Regions from separate parts of the Mus musculus genome. Here region 1 is linked to region 2. A link is a contact called in public HiChIP or PLAC-seq data. All regions are on one chromosome and are shown on one strand. Each heading gives the region's core, a stretch centred on a gene start, on an enhancer-like site or on the middle of the called end of the contact. The rest is flanking DNA. Distances are from core to core; before and after follow the strand shown.

What was found. HiChIP or PLAC-seq counts read pairs in DNA pulled down with a chosen protein or histone mark.
Region 1: an H3K4me3 HiChIP or PLAC-seq map of embryonic forebrain shows a contact between it and region 2, with 5 times the contacts expected there. The contact joins two enhancer-like sites. A contact is called at or near these places in 1 of 39 promoter capture datasets (hippocampal neurons), 2 of 115 datasets of contacts at active chromatin or transcription factors (astrocytes and embryonic forebrain) and 1 of 9 other capture datasets (adipose tissue).

Annotation. Positions count from the first base shown.
Region 1 is chr5:116,883,084-116,890,107 of GRCm38.p6, forward strand. Gm42010 (a long non-coding RNA gene) reads left to right here. Exons shown (of 2, transcript XR_878710.1): 2 at 1,289-1,554. Among named protein-coding and RNA genes, the nearest start is that of Gm42010, 6.3 kb to the left of the region's middle. Within about 2 kb of position 3,323, at least 15 of the 459 cell types and tissues checked have an H3K27ac peak or open chromatin away from gene starts, as enhancers often do. A contact at or near this core is called in embryonic forebrain, where this site is marked.
Region 2 is chr5:116,271,308-116,277,718 of GRCm38.p6, forward strand. The region is part of intron 1 of Ccdc60 (coiled-coil domain containing 60); the gene reads right to left. Among named protein-coding and RNA genes, the nearest start is that of Gm52827, 4.2 kb to the right of the region's middle. Within about 2 kb of position 3,729, at least 25 of the 459 cell types and tissues checked have an H3K27ac peak or open chromatin away from gene starts, as enhancers often do. A contact at or near this core is called in embryonic forebrain, where this site is marked.

The DNA of each region.
Region 1 (7,024 bases), core at 2,073-4,572, 610 kb after region 2:
GGGGTGCTGCTTACTGGCTTGCTCAGCCTGCTTGCTTATATACCTGTGAACCACCTGCCTAGAGGTGACACCACCCACGGTGGGCTGACCCCCTTTACACCATCATTAATCAAGAACATGCCCACGGGCCAATATAGTCATCGTATTTTCTCAGTTAAGGTTCCATCTCTCCAGATGACCTGGGCTTGTGTCAAGTGGACATAAAACTACCCAGCAGGGTGCCCACTGGTGCTAACTTACGCTGTACAAGGTTTTTATGGAATCCACAGGCAAGGCATAATCTGGGTCATAGGTAGCCCCTGCAGTTAGATGGACTTACTTAGCAAGTTGATGTAGGAAGCAATCCCTCTGGGAAGGGGATAAATACGTCCTGCATCACCTCTGGACTCTGTGCACACATGGGTGACTCCCAAAGCATGCACATATGTGCACGCACACATCCACAAAAACACATGTGCATACATGTACACATAAATACCCAGTGGACAAAAGAGAAACACCTGATGTCGATCTCTGACATGCACACACATGCACACACATGTACACATACCCACCCACAAACACACACACATATACATTTGCCTCATAGCCAGAGACAGAGCTCTGAGCCTACTATATGAGAATCCAGCAGGAATGAATAAACTGTCAAGGCTGGAGGGAAGCCCGCACCAGGAAACAAACCCAGCAGGCCCTTGGGCTTAGACATAGCCCCAGAAATGAGAGAAAATAAATTGTTGTTGAAGGAGTGTCTTCTGGTTGTCATGACAACTGTAAATGCTACCTAAGTTTCCTTCAACACCTCTTCATCTTTCTCCTCTCTGCACAAAAAGAAAATCAGCACAGGGGACACCTAGAACCTGGGTTTTTCTATCGTGGCAGACACCAAGGGGGTCATGACCCAGATGCATGAATGCTGAGGTTTCAAATGCCATAGATGCCCAGGAAGGCCAGGCAGGATACAAGAGGAGAAGGAGGTGCCAAGAGCACAAGCTGACTACGTTTTCACTACTCAGCTTCAGCACCTTGTTGTGGAGGCAGCAAGCCACTGCTAGCAGCCTCGGCCTGTGCCCTTTGCTTTAAAGGAAGAAGGGGCTGGAGAGATGGCTCAGTGGCCAAGAGTACTCAGTGCTCTTCAGAAGGTCCTGAGTTCAATTCTCAGCACCCACATGGCAGCTCAAAACAGTCTGATGTCATCTTCTGGTGTGCAGATTGATATGTAGATAAGGTCCACAAATAAATAAATAAGTAATCTTAAAATAAATGAATAATTGGTATTCTGTATCTTCAGGTGGAATCACAGATTTTTTAAAACGCTGAGAACTTGTATGGCCCAGATGAAGCCTCTGAATGGGCTGTTCCTAGACTGCGGTTGGCTGTTGTCAGATAGTGTGCAAAGCCACTTACGATCTAGCAGAGAAAGAAACAAGCAAAGAGGATACATACTGCAGATCCACAGAGCTAAGTTGGAGTCCTAGGACCACCACTGAATTACTGTGTCACTTATCAGGCCGCAGACCCTCTCTGATCAGCCTAAGATAACATTTCAACCCTGTGGTTTCCAGTGTTTTATTTACACAAACGACAACCCCATAATTCTGCATGTATCATTTTATATATAGACGTACTTTACTTTTAATTATCTGCACGCTGATGTATGTATGTCTGTGTGTATGTGCATGTGAGTGCAGGTGCCCTTGGAGGCCAGAAGGGGGCGCTAGATCATCTGGCGCTGGAATTAACAGGCAGCTGTGAGACACTTGATGTAGGTCCTGGAAACCAAACTTGGGTCCTGGGAAGAGAGCATCAAGTGCTCTTAACTTCTGAGCCATCTCTGCAATCCCCATTTCTATTCTACAAGTTTATCTGAAAAAAAAAAAAAAGTCCCTAATGGGTTAGTACAGCCTGCTTTCTCAAGAGTACACAGAGACAGAGTTTGCATTACAAATGCTTCTTAGGTACACACAAACTTGTATAAAGAGTGTTCCTGGAAGGCCAATTAAATGTAAACAGCAAAGACATCCATCCATTTAGGAAGATATGGATAAAACGTGGTACATTTATCCTGGAGAATACTCAGCAATAAAAAGTAAAAACAGATAAGCTATGGATACTTGCTATGACATGGATGAACCCTGGAGACGGCATGCTACGGAAAATCAGCCAGCCAGCCTGGGCATGTAGCTCAGCTGGAAGAGGGCTTGCCTAGCAAGTGTGAACCCCTGGGTTCAATCCCAGAACCACATAGATAGTAGTTCAGGGTGTCTATCTGTAATCCTAGCACTCAGGAAGTGGAAGCAGGAGACTCTGAAGTTCAAGGTCATCCTCCTGGTACACAGGAAGTTCTAGGCTAGCCTTGGCTACATTAGACCCTGTCTTTAAAATATACAGAGAGGAAATGTAGCAGATGTGCAGCTTGGTCTTCATGTGGGTCCCAAACAACTGGAACAGGGGCTATCTATCCCAAAAGCTGTTGCCTGCATGTAGGATATTGTGCTTCTAGCTGGGCTGCCTTGTCTGGCATAAGTGGGAGAGGAAGCGCCTAACCTCGCAGAGAGTTGAAGTGTGTGTGTGTGGGGGGGGGTACCCAGAGAGGGCCCCACCTGCTCAGAGGAGAAAGGGAGAGAGATGGGGGAAGGATTGTGGGAGGGGGTGAAAGGGAGGGAAGCAGTGAGCAGGATGTAAAGTGAATAAGTAGAAAAAAATTAATTTTTAAAAAAAATATAGAAAAGGAGTAAACACACACACAGCACGGAGTACACTGAAAACTGTTGTGGCCATATTCCACAGTACATAAGTATAAATTACATACTTTATAAGTAGAGTAGAACTATCAATAAAACATTGAGGAGGAGGAAGAGGAAAAGGAGGAGGAGGAGGAAGCAGGATTGAGCACAGAATAAGATCGAAATAGCAATGCTGAGTTGGAAATGTAGCAGGAAGCACGTTGGGAGAGGGCTTGCAGGGAACGTACAAAGCCCTGGGCTCTACCCTTGTCAGTATCCCATGGATCTGCCTCCGTGGTGCACGCCTGTGACATCAGCACCTCAGAGGTGGAGACAGGAGGATCCAGAGTTCAAGGTCATCCTCAGCTTCAGTTGCAGTTCAGTTTCTGCCTACCCCAACAAAGAAAAAATAAAACTCAAGTCCAAGGTTGTGGGTCAACCAGGCGGAGCCAAAAACGTGAAGCCCCTCCTTCTGTCTGTCTTACTCAGGCCAGTTCCTAGCAAATTCCCTGGAAGGCATGGCCTTGGGGAGGGCGTGTCTCTGCAGCTGTCACAGACGCTGACAGTTGGAGGCCATCTGCTGAACACACTCCCCACGGCTGGGCAGTAAGCCCACCCAGGAGGAGGGAATGTAAAAGCCTATTTCAGTGTCTCTCTCGCCAAGTCAAAAGGCAAACGCGGCTAAGCTGGACAGTTACGGCCACAGCCTGCCACTGCGGCTGACACTGAAGGACTCCCAATTGCTGGTGATACTTGTGTATCTGGCACGGGAGACACATGGAACATCAGGAGGGGACACATTGCAGAGACCACAGGAAGGAAGACCTAAAATGTCTCTTGACAGTCTTTTCCCGTTCTTCTGTACGGATCACAGAGCCCAGCAGGGTAGTGTTGTTTTCCATAGAAATCTGACATGTTGTAAGCTGGGCTTTAGAATACTTGGCCTGGTGACAGCAGGCAAGATGGATTGGAAAGGGGAGACCCAGAAGACAGGGAGACTAATTAGCAGATTATTGGAGCCAGCCAACCGTGAGATGGGAGGGTGGTGGTTTCTGTAGAAATGCAAGGGGAGAGGACAGGAGGGAAGACAAGCGTGGGTGCACCTGCGGGAGTGGGCACTGCGAATGGCAAATGGCGGATGGAGCAGACTGGAGCCAAGGGCGTTGCTCTGTTCCTTCCCGTGCACTGTTAGCGACTCTGTGTTAGCAAGGTGGGAGTGGGGGATTGAGTCAGCAGTTCCGAGCACTTCCTGCTCTTGCAGAGGAACCAAGTTGAGTTCCCAGCACCCAGACGGTTCAGATCACAAACTGCCTGCAACTCCAGCTCCAGGTGATCAGGGGACCTCTTCCGGCTTCCCAGCGTGCACCAGCCACCACGCCTGGCTCCAAACACAGGAGCCCACCGGGGACGTTATGGTTTCAGTCTGCTGATTGTGACACCGGCCTCTTAGTCACCTTCTCTGTGTAAATATACCCCTACTCCTCCCCCACAGTCACCACCCAGCATCTCCTAGACAATGTGTTCCTACAACCCAGTCTCCTTAAAACAGAGATGAGTGTGTGTGTGTGTGTGCGCATACATTCTCCACCTTGTTTAATTGAAGTAGGTAGAGTCCGTTGATCCTCCCAGTCTCGGAGCTCACAGATTCGGCTGACCAGCAAGCCCCAGAAACCCTCTGGTCTCCAAATATACACTGCAGTGTTTAGATTTTTTTGTCTGTTTTTTTTTTTTTTTTTTTTTTTTTAAATCTTAAACTGTATGTGGGTTTGTGCACATTCATGAAGTAAGAGTCCATGGAGGCCATCAGATCTCCCAGATCTGGAGCTTTCCTGTCTTCCTTCAGGTCTCTGGAATAATAAATAGAAGCAGAGGACAGGACGCTTCCATCCGTTTGACAAGGTCCATGCAGCTCTGAGCGGGTGGCTTCCTGCTCTGCCCATGCTTTACCTGGTCTGTGAGCTGCTCACAGTGACACAGGGACACCTGGCACTATCGCACACTTTGTACATGTGGATAGCCAGCTCCAACCCAGCACCTCACCAGACCCCACAGCCTGGAGAACAGCTGCCGTGGCTGGCCCACACCCCATAGCATATTTGTGGTATTTTAATGCCCCAGACTCATTCCAGCTTTGCTTTGTGTAACTCGCGTGTAATCACATTGTTTGAGTCAAAATTCAAGTCCAGCCCTCCCAAGGGTACAGGGACTGGCTAAGTGGGATGATGGATAGAAGATACCTGTCATAGGGCTGAACAGAGAGATGCTCTAAGGAGGGACCATGGAAAGCAATGGAATCCCACTCCCTGCTCTCTTTCTTGTGGCCACTCCCTGACTCCAAGTATATAGAGTGGGATTCATCATTAACTAGTAATTAAACCACTTACTTTATTAGCTCACAGGTAACATAATTTGTTCAAAGAACCCAACCGTTGGCAATATTTCTCTCTATGTGAATGTGATCCCGTTTGTCCCCCTTAAAGGTAAGGGCTGGGTGAATCCATCTGAATGTTGTTGGGTTTCCCTGCATGGCCATGTCTAATGGTACCTTGTTCTATGTCTAATGGTGCCTTGTTCTACACTGTTTCTGGGTGGCTTGGTGATGGGAACACCCCATGTCTTAGTTAGGGCTTTACAGTTGTGAACAGACACCATGACCAAGGCAACTCTTCTAAGGACAACATTTAATTGGGGCTGGCTTACAGGTTCAGAGGTTCAGTCCATTATCATGAAGGCAGGAGCATGGCGGCATCCAGGCAGGCATGGTGCAAGAGGAGCTGAGAGTTCTACATCATCTGAGGGCTGCTAGCAGAATATTGGCTTCCAGACAGCTAGGAGGAGGGTCTTAAAGCCGCATTGACACACCCACTCCAACAAGGCCACAGTTAATAGTGCCACTCTCTGGGCCAAGCATATACATACTATTACACCAAGTGACAGGTTCTTGCATCTTTTCTCCATAGCTGAATTTTAGACGTTTAATGGTTGGCTCTCTGGCTCCGTTCCGTTGTGTGTGAGTGCCTGTCTTCTTACTCTCCAACCAACACGATAGGGTTGTTCTCCCGTCACACCATGCTCTGAGGCTGTACTGACTCCTAGGGGGCTCCTGCGTCTAGCTGCCATAGGGGCTTCTGAGATCTAATGGGGTTATGAGCTCACTGCCTCGGGGGCCATCAGCAACACTTCTTGGCTTCTACACAGTCAAGATCAAGGTTGCACCCACTTGGGACCACAGTGACAGGCAGAGAAGGCTATGCTGAGGTTTGCTGATTTCCCCCTTTGAAACTCACTGGCTTTAGTCCATCTGTCCATCTCTAACCCATCAGGGGAGCCTCCCTAATCAGGTTTCAGGGGCTTTAAGACCATCTCAAGGAGCTTCAGTGTGCTGATTGAATGCTCTTGAGCACTGCGGTAGCTGTTCAGCGGTATGGGGACCTGGGTTTTACCGCCATGTAGCTAATAAGGCTATTAACACAAACCGAGCCTGCCGCCCGAACTTAGGACACCATAAATCTCTCTTCCCACTGGAAGGATTTACAGTGTGGCGCACTCAGAGGCCACTGTCTCTTGCTGTGTTCTGCTTTCAAGACTTGGCAAGGAGAGGCAGGGCCCAATAAAGGGAATGCAGTCCCCAGAAAGGAGGGAGACGTCTAAGCTGGGCCTGGACTCAGCTCCCGTTCCTGCTGTCAGCTTATGGCTCTGACCGGTGCCGTGGGCAGATTGAAATTTTATGATCCTGATCATGTAGCACCTGCTTATGTCCCGTTTATAGAGCGAGTGCCTTGTGCCAACCTCTTCACAAAAGGAGGAGCTATCAATCTCCTGGCATCTTTTTGGAAGTGAGAACACATTACACCCTCCCCCTCTCTCTCTCTGTGTACATTCATATATGTGCATGCTGTATGCCTGTGTGTGCACAAGTGTGCTCATTTGTTCCTGTTTGCCTGTGTATCTATATGTGTAAGTGCATACCTTCATGAGTACATATGCACAGGTGTATATGTGTGCGCATGTATGTGCATGTCTGTGTACATGGTGTGCATGCAAGTCTGTGTGTATGCATGTGTGGCTGTGTCTTAGTTAGGGTTTTACTACTGTGAACAGACACCAAGACCAAGGCAACTCTTATAAGGACAACATTTAATTGAGGCTGGCTTACAGGGTCAGAGGTTCAGTCCAATATCATCAAGGCGGGAGCAGGGCAGTGTCCAGGCAGGCAGGCATGGTGCAGGAGGAGCTGAGAATTCTACATCTTCATCTGAAGGCTGCTAGCAGAATATTGGCTTCTGGGTAGCTAGGATAAG
Region 2 (6,411 bases), core at 2,479-4,978:
CCCCAGCCTCAGCCAGCTTAATCAGGATTGTCCTCAGGTTTGGGTCCTGCTATGACCACTCATGGCACTGCCTGAGAGAGATGGGTCACCTCCTCTTCCTGAGGCTGACCCTTCAGTTATTGAAGGAAGCTTAATGCGGCCCTCGCAGTTGTCCTGAGGATTCAATGAAGTGATATGCTTGAGATCTGCCTGACACAGTGCACACTTCCCCGTGTGGACAGGCGGCAAAGTGTCAGCTTCCATGTGTTTTCCATGACTGCAGAGCTTTCTACACGCCCCCGGGGAATGCCTTCATCTTTCCCTCATTCTCTCCCAGTCCCCGCAGGAGTCTCTTCTCTAGGCTCCCCCCCTGAGCCCTTCCAGAACCACTGGCTGGAGTCACCCTTCCAGCTGTTTGCTCCCATGGCAGCCTGTGCCTGTCTTTCTGTCACGCTCACCCTGCTCAGGATGGCTTATCTGACAGGAGTCTCTGCCCCCGGGGTTCTGGCTTACATCAGAGCTGAGAGCCTGCTCTGCTCACCAGTGTGGGCATCCCGCATGACATGCACGAATGAATGGCTCAGAACTTTTTTGTTTGTTTGTTTGTTAGATTCTAAAAAGGAAGGACATGAGGAGAGGCTCAAACTCAACCAGCAGACGAATGGAGAAAGTCTGGTACGTCTGCAACCCTGAGTACAATTCAGAAACGAAAGTAAGCACAGAGTAACATGCTTGGTCACGTGGGGATGGGAGAGGCAGCCATAGAAGATCATGGACCTAAACAACCACATCGCCGGAAGAAATGGGCCCACAGCCATAGTGGCTGGTGTTTGGCTGCAGTCAGGGGAAGCAGGGGGATCGTCAGGTTTACAGTGCTCTGCATTGGGTTGAGTGGCAGTTACACGGGCTCATGTATTTGCCATACCTTATTAAGCTGCAGAACCCAGGGGTGTGTGTGTGTGTGTGTGTGTGCATTGTAGTGGAAGTTAGAGTTTGACATGAGTGGATCAGGGCTGGGGAGATGGCCCAGGGTAAAATGTCCGCTGTACAGGCATAAAGACCCAAGTTCAGATCTCCATTGGCCATGTAAAGGCTGGACATGGCAGCACAGGTCTGTAACCTCAGAGTGATGGGGCAGAGATGTGATGATCGTCAGGGCTTGTCAGTCAGGGCAGGTCTCCACAAACTGGCAAGTCTTGTGTCAAGTGAGAGACCCTGTGCTCCCCACAAAAATTTAAGAAGGTGGAAAGTTCTAGGGAGAGTCACCTGATGCTGGCTTCTGGCCCCGATACATACATGTGCAGCTGTGCACATCCAAGCACACACACACACTCACATACACATATTCACATACATACTCACATACACACTTACACATATACACACTCGCACAATATACATATACACTCCACACACTCACATATACACATATGCACATACACACACACACTCACACAATACACACACATACTCAGTTACATACACTCACACACATACAAACATGTACACTGCCCCCCACAAAAAAAAAACCCAGATTAATAGAACAACAGTAAGAACAATCGGGGAAGCCTGGAGAAAGGACATTGCTCTGAAAACCCTGGTGGTTAAGCACTGAGGTTTCTAAGAAAGGGTGTGTGTGTGTATGGGTACTTATTATCCTAGTAAGACAGATTGGGGGGTGGGGAGATAAATAGCAAAGACTTGTAATTTCAAAGTTGCTAGAGAGATGTGGAGGCAGAAACCCAAAGGAGAGAAAATTCCAGAACAAGCAGTATCTAGGAACTATAAGACTAATACACAAAAAACGAACGGCACATTTAAAGAAATATGGTGCCAAACCTCCTGCTCACTATAGTCTGACGATAGCCAGTGAAAATGCCCCTTACAGCTCTCAGCAAAGGAAAAGCTTTTTCAGACAGGCAGAAAGAGTGAAGGACCCTGCGCTTATGGGATACAGGGCCTGGTTAGCCAAGCAGGCAAGGCTGGTGGGTTCCAGGCGTGGTCAGGGGTCTGGCTGACCTCTCTGCTTCATGTCTGGCTGGAAGGTGTAAGCCCCTCCCACTCCTGTTGCCGCGGTCTGCTCCTGGGAATGCTACAGTATCTTCTGCCTTGCTTTGAAGCTGCAAGCTAAAATGGGCCCTTCCCTTCCAAACTGCCACAGCCACCCGACACAGTTGGTGGGCTGTGTCTGTGATATGGCCGCTGTGGATCTACCAGGGGTGAATCTTTTGAGAAAGCAGATGGCAGACCTCTCATCCTTCCTCCATGCAGAGCCCTTCAACGGGTGAACAAATGAGCCACCAGTGGCATGTTCCTGTAGTCAAACCCTTCCTCACTTGAGCCGTTTCTGTTGAGTGTTTCATTTCATTACAACAATGTAAAAGTAACTAATACAGTGAGCCACCAAGTGATGGCTGTGGGCTGGGTGATCATGAATGGCAGCGTCTACTCCAGGGACAGGCAGGCATTGTGTGGTGAGGGCCATGACTCTAGCCGGCCCCAAAGGGTTGGAGAGAGAAAGATCGATCATGGGCGAGTCAGAAATAGCTTCTTCAACGGAACTTGACAGTGGGTATGGTGATGCACACCTTTGATTCCAGCACTCAGGAGGCAGAGGTGGGCAGATTCATGTGAGTTCAGGGCCAGCCTGGTCTACATAGTGAGTTCCAGGAAAGCCAAGGCTATCCACAGTGAGACCCTGTCTCAGAAAAGACAATGAAAGAAAGAGAAGAACTTGCTGATCTCAACCAAATACTTAGGAGCTCAGAACACACTTAAGTACCAAAGGATTCTTTCTTTTGCTCTCTGTTGGCTTCCATTCTGCACCTACCTGGGCACAAAGCCAGTACCCGAAAACTTCCTGACCCCGAGGAGAAGCACAAGGTCCCTGGGTGAGCTTGCGCCCCACCCCACTTCTGCCCTATTCACTGGGCCTGTGGCACCTACTCCCCACCCCCACCCCCAAAGTCTGTGCTATGCTTTGCTGGGAACCAGGAATATAAAATAAAGAATTTGTCTGCAACAACACTGCTCGGTCTACTTTGATGCCTTGTGACCAAGTTCTTTATCAAAACAACCCCGCCCATCCATCCCTCAGCAGGCAGTGCTGTGGGAAGCCGTGCACTCTGTACAGTGCTCTGAAGGAAATCTTCTCCTTTCTCCTTTGTAAAAGGCTACATTCAACAAAGGACCACTGATGCCAGGAAACCCAGAGGCCAGGCTCTTCCCTGTGACCACGGGGATTGCAGCCCTGTCCTTCACTGTTGAGACATATGCCAGTCTTGCCTAATGATCTATTTACAGGGTTACAGACAGATGCCCACCTCAGTCCTGGGCAGACTAAAGGACATACATGTATCTGAAAGATGGGGGCGGGGGTTGCTTAGCAGTCGGTCTGAAACACTGGTTCCTTTGTTCAAATGGCCAGCTTGGCTTCTCTGTCTCTCCCCTTTTTAAACATATGAGATGGTTGAAACAATTAATTAAGCTAATTAAGCTGAAAGAAGAAAAGTGATACATAATGTATTGTTCTTCATCCTTACAATGACATGGGAGAGAAAGGAGGAGGGGTGAGAAAGGGAGGGAAGGAGGGAGGGAGGGAGATAGAGAGACAGACAGAGAGACAGAGAGAGAGAAGGCAGGGGAGGGAGAGAGAGATTGATTGAGCGAAGGCTCAGCTCTCACACACTGGGGAAATAAACACAGCCTTTTCCTTCCTGGGAAACAGCACTTTCTTTTTTCCTCTGACTCAGGGCTGGCTGCCACTGGCTGCTTAGGTGGCACTTGGCCTCAGACCAGCAACCCCTCTCTTCCATCCAGACCCCTGCGACAGATTAAACCCTGGTCCTTTTAAGCCCCAGAAGAGGCTGTTGTTCCTCCCAAGCAGATGAGGGCCAGGTGAAGATCCAGAACCAGAGGAAGAGGACAGTCTGTGAGGAGCCACAGCCTGGCCACCTGTAGTTAGAGTTCTGTGGTCTCAGGGTGGTTTCTCTCTCCACATGCCTGTCACTTGTCATGGGGATGACATAGGCTGGGAGGGCAAAGTTGGAAACTGCATTTAGAGAAACTCAACAAAAAAACGAAGCCAAGCTGAGCCTCTGCGGGGGTATCTGTGGCAGTGAGCATCCACAGGGAGTGGGGCAGGGGTAGAGGTGGGGGTGGGGCACGTGGACTTTTGCGGGCAGACAGACCTGCTTTCGAGGGTTGCTCTCTCCCTGAGCAGCCGGCCTCTGTCTTAGTCACTATTCTACTGATGTAGAGAGACACCATGGCCAAGGCAAAGGGTCTTATTAAAAGGCAGCGTTTAATTGGGGCTGGCTTACAGTTTCAGAGGTTTAATCCATTGTCATCACGGGGAGGGGAACGTGGCAGCACACAGGCAGACTCGATGCAAGAGAGGAAGCTGAGAGTTCTACATCTGGATGCACAGGCAGCAGGAAGAGAGAGAATCCCTAGGCCTGGCTTGAACTTTTGAACCATCAAAGCCCACCCCCAGTGACGCACACTTCCTCCAGCAAGGCCATGCCTCTTAATCCTTCTCAAGTACTGCTGATCCCTGATGACTGAGCCTCCAAATATGTGAGCCTAGAGGTAATATCTGTTGATCACGTGCTATGATGCTGTGCCGCCTTGGTACACAGGAAGAGAAAGGACAGGCTGTGTGCCAGACTAGTTTCAGGTGCCACGGGTGGCAGACTCAAGCACAGCAAGAGGGACCGCTGAGCAGCAGTCTCTGAAGTCACTGCAGAAGAATAATCCCACAGGCCTTGGCTCCCGTGAGGAGATGAGCAGACCAGACCAGGAGGGAGGGATTTGAGAAGTGATTGATTGCCTCCACACCAGCTTCTGTGATCCTGGGCTGACACCACAGAGGGAAGGAGGCAAGGACCATACAGGGGGAACCTTGCCCCTGGGGGCTGGTGGACTGGTCTTCCAGTTCCTCCCTAGGAAGCCTGTAAGACAGGGGCGGGCTCAAGAGTCTTCTGGGGTATGAAGAGTGGACACCAGTTGGTCAAGGCACTTCTCCTCAGCAGTGTATCAGTGAGAGCGAATCGAGTAGCATGCCTCCTTGCCGCCCAGAGCTTTTCTATTGGAAATGTGTGCCTTACTGATGGCTATGACAAATGTCTCTGCCACCTACATCAATGGTTAACTGTCTAGGTCCTCCCCTTGGGGTGGGACTTCATAGCCGATTTCCCATCCAAGGGTGACGACGAGCGCAGTCCTGGGGCAGTTTTGCACAGCTCACTGGGCTACACACACATATCCCGTTACGTGGGATCAGAGGCCGTTTGACCAGAGGAAGGAGCTCCAACGAGAGGGTGTCAGGATGAATATGGCCTAGATATGTCAGGCGCATGTATGAATAAAGCACAACAAAGCCCATTATGATGTATATTTAATATATGCTAATAAAACACTAAAAAAAAATTAAGGAAGAGTCAAGGTTGCCTGTGTCTGCTCCCACAGACCCTGCGGGCTGGCCCCCAACTCACACAGTCCTTCCATCCCATGGTAAGGAAGCCAGGCTGACATTCTCCCAAGTTCCCCAGTGCCTCCCCTGAGCCTTGAGTCGCCTCCTTTAAATGGTCTATAAATATCTGAGAGCGTCTTGATTAGCAGACGACAAGTTCCTCTAATAAGCATGGAAACGTAGGCAACAACCCTGTGCTAATTACCTTTTGGGCATTTGCTTCAAGGGCTCTCAGGAAGGGAACCTTGCCGGCTGCATTACCCTTTTGGCGCCTTCTGCGGCATACATATACAACTGACAGCTGGGGAGCCGTCGTTCCTGGAAATGTCAGCGTCTAAGCATTCTTAATTCTTGATATTTGTGGGCCACTGGCTTTGATCCCTACATGGCAATAGAGAGAGAGGTGATTACCCCTAGGGAGAGCTTCCTCTACAACAGGGACGTTTCTGAGCATTACACTGGCAGTCCTTCCAGCAAACCAGTCAAGTGGGAACTGTTACTGCTTACATGGGGGAAGAAGAGGAGACTAAGACACAGGGAGTCACTTGCCCATGGGGGTGGTGGTGGTTAATCCTGACTGGGAGACATACCTCCGGGTGTGTCTGTTGAGAGTGTTTCCAGGGAGGGGCGAGTGAGGAGGGAAGACTTCTCTTCACAGTGGGCAATCTGAGTGAGGTTACAGACAGGGCAGTGTTTGCCTCACATAAATGAGGCCCTGGGTTTCATCTTTAGTGACTCGATCATGCCCCCTCCCAAAGAGATCCAAGGGGATCAGCAGTGTCCCCTGCCTGCCTTCGTTCCTTCCTGAGTGGGAGCCTTTCTTTCCTGAGAGAGCATCCCACTCCAGTTTCTGTGGCCTTTTAACATGGAAGAGACTCCAGCAGCTGCACCCTCTACCCTACAGGGAGCTTCCGGACCTTCAGGGATCGATTGGTACTCTTTGGGCATCCAGCTATGTG